Regions from separate parts of the Zea mays genome. Here region 2 is linked to region 1. The links are chromatin contacts, called in public Hi-C maps. All regions are on one chromosome and are shown on one strand. Each heading gives the region's core, a stretch centred on a gene start, on an enhancer-like site or on the middle of the called end of the contact. The rest is flanking DNA. Distances are from core to core; before and after follow the strand shown. Region 1 holds the start of LOC100383429 (sodium/hydrogen exchanger). Region 2 holds the start of LOC100285208 (lipopolysaccharide-modifying protein).

Evidence for each region. Hi-C and Micro-C count contacts between places; a contact is called where the count stands out from the background.
Region 2: a Hi-C map of tassel shows a contact between it and region 1, with 2.7 times the contacts expected there. The contact joins the promoter of LOC100285208 here to the promoter of LOC100383429 in region 1. A contact is called at or near these places in 10 of 25 Hi-C or Micro-C datasets (bundle sheath, ear, endosperm and 4 more).

The regions. Positions count from the first base shown.
Region 1 is chr10:91,764,061-91,767,523 of Zm-B73-REFERENCE-NAM-5.0, forward strand. It overlaps LOC100383429 (sodium/hydrogen exchanger), which reads left to right and starts at 1,861. Exons shown (of 15, transcript NM_001176080.2): 1 at 1,861-2,092; 2 at 2,398-2,606; 3 at 2,702-2,820; 4 at 3,381-3,463. The coding sequence starts at 2,436. It overlaps LOC100383629 (pentatricopeptide repeat family protein), which reads right to left and starts at 1,233. Exons shown (of 1, transcript NM_001176277.2): 1 at 1-1,233. The coding sequence starts at 1,233.
Region 2 is chr10:92,299,454-92,302,677 of Zm-B73-REFERENCE-NAM-5.0, forward strand. LOC100285208 (lipopolysaccharide-modifying protein) reads left to right here and starts at 1,900. Exons shown (of 3, transcript NM_001358231.1): 1 at 1,900-1,993; 2 at 2,137-2,304; 3 at 2,371-3,224. The coding sequence starts at 1,982.

The DNA of each region.
Region 1 (3,463 bases), core at 611-3,110:
CTCCCAACCATGGCCGTGCCGGGCATACGCAGCGATGATGGAATTCCACGTGACCGTGTTCTTGCTGGGCGTTCCGTCAAACACTCGGATAGACTCCTGTAGCTCGCCGCATTTGGAATACATATTGATCAGGCCGTTGCAGACGTAGGTGTTCCCTCCGAAGCATCTCTTGATGGCCAGCGCGTGGATCTGTTTCCCAAGAGCAAACGGCGCCGAAGCACCGAAGGCACCCAGGACTGCAGAAACCATGTTTGCGTCGACGCGGATTCCTTTCCCGACCATCTCAGCGAACAACCTGAACGCCTCCTCCTCCAGTCCGTTCTGAGCAAACCCAGCAAGAATCACCGTCAAGGAAACTTCGTCAGGATCCTGGCCGGAGCGGAACACCCTCAGCGCATCCTCCATCAACCCGCATTTGGAGTACATGTCCATGAGCTCACTCTCGACATGGAGATCAGTCTCCAGCCCAGCCTTGACGGCAAGCCCGTGAATCTGCTGCCCTTCCCTGGCGGCGCGTGATCCGGCACATGCTAGCAAAGAACTCGAGTACGACGCCCTGTTGGCGTCCACCGCGCGCCTCATCTGCCGGAACAGAGACAGGCTCTCGCTATATCGCTCTGCCCGAGCCATCCCGGAGACCATCGCCGTCCACGTGATGACGTTCCTGTCCGCCATGCCGTCGAACACACGCTCCGCAGAGCCCGGGGAGCTGCACTCGAAGTAGGCGGTGATCAGCGCGTTCCCGACGGACACCTCAGCGTCGAGCCCGCACGACGCCGCCAGCCCGTGTACCGCGGGGAGCGACGCGGAGCCCGTGCCCCCGCCAGCGCGCGCGCACGCGGACAGGACGGTGGTCAGCGTGGCGTGGTCGCACGCGGCGGCGCCTGGCGCGGCGCTCAGCATCCGCCTGAGCAGCGCGAGCGCATCCGTGGCCGAAGCGGAGGCGGAGAGGAGCGAGTTCCAGGACACGGAGTCCCGGAGGGCCATTTCGTCGAACACCCTGACGGCGTCCCCGCGGCAGCCGCAGCGGCCGTACATGGCGACGAGGGAGTTCCATACCACGACCACGTGCTGCAGGCAGGAACGGCGTGGGCAGAGGCGGAAGTGGCTGGGGTTCTTGGCGACGATGGCGTGCAGCGAGGTGCCGAGGCGGAGGTCCCCAGCGCGGCCGCAGCGCGCGAGGAGGCCGCTGAGGTGGGCGTAGCTGAGGGGCGGGGACCACACATCTCTCATTCAGTCATTCGTTGTCGATCGTTTCAGACCGACAAACAAACTCGAAACGGAACAAGCATAGGTGAATAAAAAGGTATCACATAAATATTTTTACTCTGTAATGTTTTTTATGGTAAAAATATAACACGTAAATATTTTCTCAGGTGGTCAACAATAATATACAGAAGATATATTTTATATAAAACTATATTAACTTAATTGATTTATATCTAAATTATTATTAGTAGAATGGAATTCAATTCAAAAGATCTAACCGGCGCCTACAAATTCAGAGCATACAGTTTTGCACAGAAAAATACATCAGAGAAACCACTGTGGTCGTTCAGGTTGTTCTCCTTGACCAGCAGCGACAAGGCCGCTCAGCTCCTTCTTTATCCGTTGCCGTGCTGGCACTGTCATTGTGGTCCCCACCAAAAAGACGAGCGCCCACGTCGTCCACCCAAGCTGGTCGGTCCTCCCACGCATCCTGCCAGCCACGTCGGCCTGCCTCCGGAGATCCCTCCCTCCCTCCCGAGCACGCAGCGTGGCTTCCAATAACTGCTACCGACACGCGGGGCCCAAACAACCCGATCCCCACACGTCATGGACACGAGCCTCCTTCCTCGCGCCGTCGCGTGGCGGAGAGTGGGCGTTTGACCGCCCGCCCTGCCCTCGCGCGTGGGTTTTTCTTTTCCTTGGTTCGTTTGTTCCGCCTCGCTTTCAGCCTCATGGCCAGCGCGGGACTCCACCACTCCTCCTCCCCCTCTCCGCGGATCACCCACCGAACCCACGCGAAACCGGCGTCCAGATCTTCTCCCCCGCGGTTCAGATCCCCGGACGCAGCCGGCGCCTTCTGACTTGGGTTGGCACAGCCGTACAGGTTCATTTCTTGGTTGGATTTGCAGCTCCTTCCCGCTAATCCGTGGCTTAATTGCGGGTGCTTTACTGGTAGCCGCGATGCTGCTTAGCTTGAATCTTTTCTGCATCCCGGTTTATCTTTTTTCAACTTGTCTCTTGTTTGGTGATTAGAACAAAAAAAAAACAAGTGTTCTGCTGGTTTAATTAACCAAAACTGCACTGTTCAAGCAATAATTGAGTTCCTTCCTTGCATCCTGCAAAGTGTGGCCATGCTACGTCCTGTGCTGTGACTGTGAGCGGCCATCTGACCTCCATGTCTGCTACCAGGTTGCTTTGCGCTGCGGTGGATCTCCTGGCGTGGCGACATGGGCCTGGGTTTGGGAGCTCTTCTCAAATCCGGCGGGCTCTCGGTCTCGGATCACGACGCCATCGTCTCGATTAACATCTTCATCGCGCTGCTCTGCAGCTGCATTGTCATCGGCCACTTGCTGGAAGGGAACCGATGGGTGAACGAGTCCATCACCGCGCTTGTCATGGTGGGGCTCTCCGGCCTCCGCTCTCTCGCAGTCCGGGTGTCTGTGGTTTTGCTTCTGTGGGCACTGCTTTGAGTGTTCTTGTTTCCTGTATGTAGGGCCTCATCACCGGAGGCGTCATCCTGCTGGTTACTAATGGGACAAACTCACGCATTCTTGTGTTCAGCGAGGACCTGTTTTTCATATATTTACTTCCGCCGATAATCTTCAATGCCGGGTGAGTCTGCTTAGTACCACCGTGGTTTTTGTGTCTTAGGGGTTGTTTGGTTTATAGGGACTAAACATTAGTCCCTCCACTTTATTCCATTTTAGTTCATAAATTGTTAAATAGGGAAACTAAAATAGAGTTTTAGTTTCTATATTTAGTAATTTAGAGACTAAAATGGAATAAAATTGAGGGACTAAAAATTAGTCCCTAGAAACCAAACAACCCCTTAGATTTCCTTCCGGAGCCGGGTATTATCTTCACTATAAAACCCATTTAAACAACTGCTTTCCTCAAGTACAAAGTTGTCTTTGTGTTCTCCAGGGTTGTATCAGGGGCTTATAGGGACCCTTGTATAACTAAATAATTCAAATTATGAGTAAGCACCACTTTGTTTAAACATTTGTTTTTCTGAACTTGGCAAACTATTTCAGTAATTTAGGCTAACAGAACTGTGCTAGACTATCGAAGGAATCCCGTAAAACATTTTGTGTGGTTTGTATAAAATCCAAAGCTACATTTCATGAAAGTAATGAAGTATACCTTTTGTAAATGTTTCTCCACATTATCAGGTTTCAAGTAAAGAAAAAGCAATTCTTCCGCAACTTTATAACAATTATTTTGTTTGGTGCTATTGGGACTCTGATTTCCTTTG
Region 2 (3,224 bases), core at 650-3,149, 540 kb after region 1:
ACTCTTCTAAATTCTCAAGTACTAAAGGACTCTAGTGTCATTACACCATGACACATACCTTCCATGCAAACATAAAAATTAACTCATAAGAGTATAATTTTAAGCTTTAGTATATCCATAATGCATTCACAGTTCCACATATATAGTCATATGTAAAAGTTGAGATGCAAAGTCAACTTAGAAAAACGAATACTAAAATGATGAATGTCATGTGTGTTGGAGACAAAAAACAAATCTACGATTTTTAGTGCACATGTGTGGAATTTATCATTTTCCATATAAATTTGTCAGAAGTGTGTTTACATCCTGCCTTTTGCATATGAGTATTAATGAAAGTTGTTTCTCTAAATTTATTTCCTTGGATCTCATCCATCTACCGGTCTTATTAGGTATATTGTTATGGTAAGGAACATGAAGCGTAATGTGCATTCTTGCTAAGAGAGTTATCATTTTTGGCGTTTGATAAGAGGATAAGTGAGGTTACTTTTAGGGTGTTCGGATCTCTCGGACTAAAGTTTAGTGTAGGTTTTGGTTGTCAATTAAGAAGACAAAACATAAGTTAATTATAAAAATAGTTTGTATAAATCATGGTTAATTTTTAGACGAATCTATTAATCTTAATTAGTCTATGTGTTGCTACAGTAAATATGTGCTAGTTGTAGATTAATTATGCTAAGTAGATTTGTCTCGTGTATTTGTTGGGGCTTATACAATTAATTTCGTAATTAGCTTATATTTAGGTCTTGTTTGAGATAGCTTTAGATCATTAGGTTGCTCTAGAAAATTATAAAGTTGGAGCTGTAAGTCTTTAGAAGACAAGTCATTTTATTTATTATTTATATTAAAAAATATTTTTAGAACTATTTAAATTGATATTATAAACTATAGCTCCACAATAGAGTTGGAACCTAGAGTCATCTCAAACACCACATTAATCCTTATAATTGACATATAAAGTCTGAACTAAACTACGGTCCAAGGTACCCAAAAAAGACACCTTTGAGTGGAGTAGCTTCTAAGCGATGATATGACTGGACCAGCATGTCAACTCTACATGGACCACCATTCCATTTGTGCATGTCCAGCTCATTCCGTGTGGCGCTGGGCAGCCACTCTGTCACATGCCCACACATCTCACTCTCATGGAGCTAGCCAAAAAAGGCCTGCATTTGGGTCCACAGGATGCGGCTAGTAAAGAGAGTTTTATCCATATTATTCATTTAATCTGATGAGCACTTTGCTTTGCAAATGGCTGACAAGTTTATGCTGAGGAAAATATGGTGGACGAATAAATACCAATGCTCACAAATAAATGCACGTAGTTTCAGCATCTCTGTTGTCCCCCTCTTGAGAGAGGGAAAAAAGTATTCTTCCCTCCCAAGGACTAGTATCCAATCAAAAGAATCAATACCTTCTCATTTCTTTATATATAAAAAAATATATCACATCTTCTTTTCATCACAAAAAGATAGAATTGGTGATAGTTGTGTCTAGTTCTTAAAAAAATAATATTCCCTCTATCCTAAAATATAGTTTTTTCTTGCCTATTTTTTCCATTCACAATCGTTTAAATGATAATAAATATAAACGTACATGTAAACTACATTCATATATTATTTAATAAATATATTATTAGTCTAAGACGAATTCTATTTTGGGATAGAGGGAGTAATGTTTATAATATTCTTCTCGAAGTATATATACCAAATCTTGTGTTGAAAATATTGACACCCTTCTATCAAACTTTAAAAGATAAGAATAGAGCAGAAGTAGAATTGTTTCTTCTTTTTTCAGACGGGAGTAGAATCCTGCGGATCAGATAGATCATAGGAATAGCTAGCTAGTAAACAAATAAAAAGTAGACAGAGCTCTGCGGACACCAATATTCAGGAACAAACGAATAGTACGTGAGATTGCACGGTAATTAACTCATCCTCGTCCTCCGCTAGTCCGCCGGGTGAGTGCTCGGCGTCCATGGGCCATGGCCATGCAGGTCAGCATGCACGCAGACGGTTGCCGGTTGTCAGATCCGAATATTGAGGACACGTACTACTTTTGAAAGTGCACGGATTTATTCTTTTGGTTGGTTTGATACATTCGTGCGCGTGTTTTACTTTTAGTGCGGCCCCTGTGCAGTGGTCCATATTCTGGGCGGCGATCCGCAGGCGGGCTACACACACATACATGGCGGCGGAGGGCGCCGGAGGCCGGGGACGAGCCATGCGGTACCCGCCTCTGTCGGCGCTCGTGGTCTCCGCCATCGCGGCCTTCTCGGCCGTGATCGTCCTCGCCGTCGTCCACTCGGTACAGGATTTAAGCGGTTGACCGCGTGCTTGTTGCGGTTTGTTTGATTTTGTTTCGTCGGCGCAGGCGTACGACGACGCCATGTCGCGGACGCGGACGCTGCTGGGCCACAACCTGGAGCCGACGCCGTGGCACCCGTTCCCGCACGACAAGGGCCGGCCGCCGGCGCGCGCGGCGCTGCGGTGCGCGCCCTCCATCGCCTGCCTGCCGCCGCTATCGTCGTCGTCGTCGTCGCCGCAGCCGCAAGGTAACAAGAAGAAGAAGCAAAAGCAGTGCCCTGCCTACTTCGCTGCCATCCACCGGGACCTGGCTCCGTGGCGCGGGCAGGGCCGGGGCGTGACGCGCGCGCTCCTGGACGAGGCGCGGCGGCGCGCGTCCATGCGCGTCACCATCACGGGCGGCGGGCGGCGGCTGCACGTGGACCTCTACTACGCCTGCGTGCAGAGCCGCGCCCTGTTCACGGTGTGGAGCCTGCTGCAGCTGATGCGGCGGTACCCCGGGCGCGTGCCCGACGTGGACCTCATGTTCGACTGCATGGACCGCCCCGCCATCAACCGGACCGAGCACGGGGACGGCGCTCTGCCGCCGCCGCCGCTCTTCCGCTACTGCACCACCAGGGACCACTTCGACATCCCCTTCCCTGACTGGTCCTTCTGGGGCTGGCCGGAGACGAACATCGAGCCATGGAACCACGAGTTCAAGAACATCAGGGCGGGCGCCAGGGCAACGAGATGGGCGGACAGGGTGCCGACGGCGTACTGGAAGGGCAACCCGGACGTGGCGTCGCCGCTGCGGGAGGCGCTGCTGGGCTGCAACGACACGGCCCTGTGGCGCGCCGAGATCATGCGCCAGAACTGGGACGACGAGGCCAGGTCCGGCTACCAGCACTCGAGGCTCTCGGCGCAGTGCACGCACCGCTA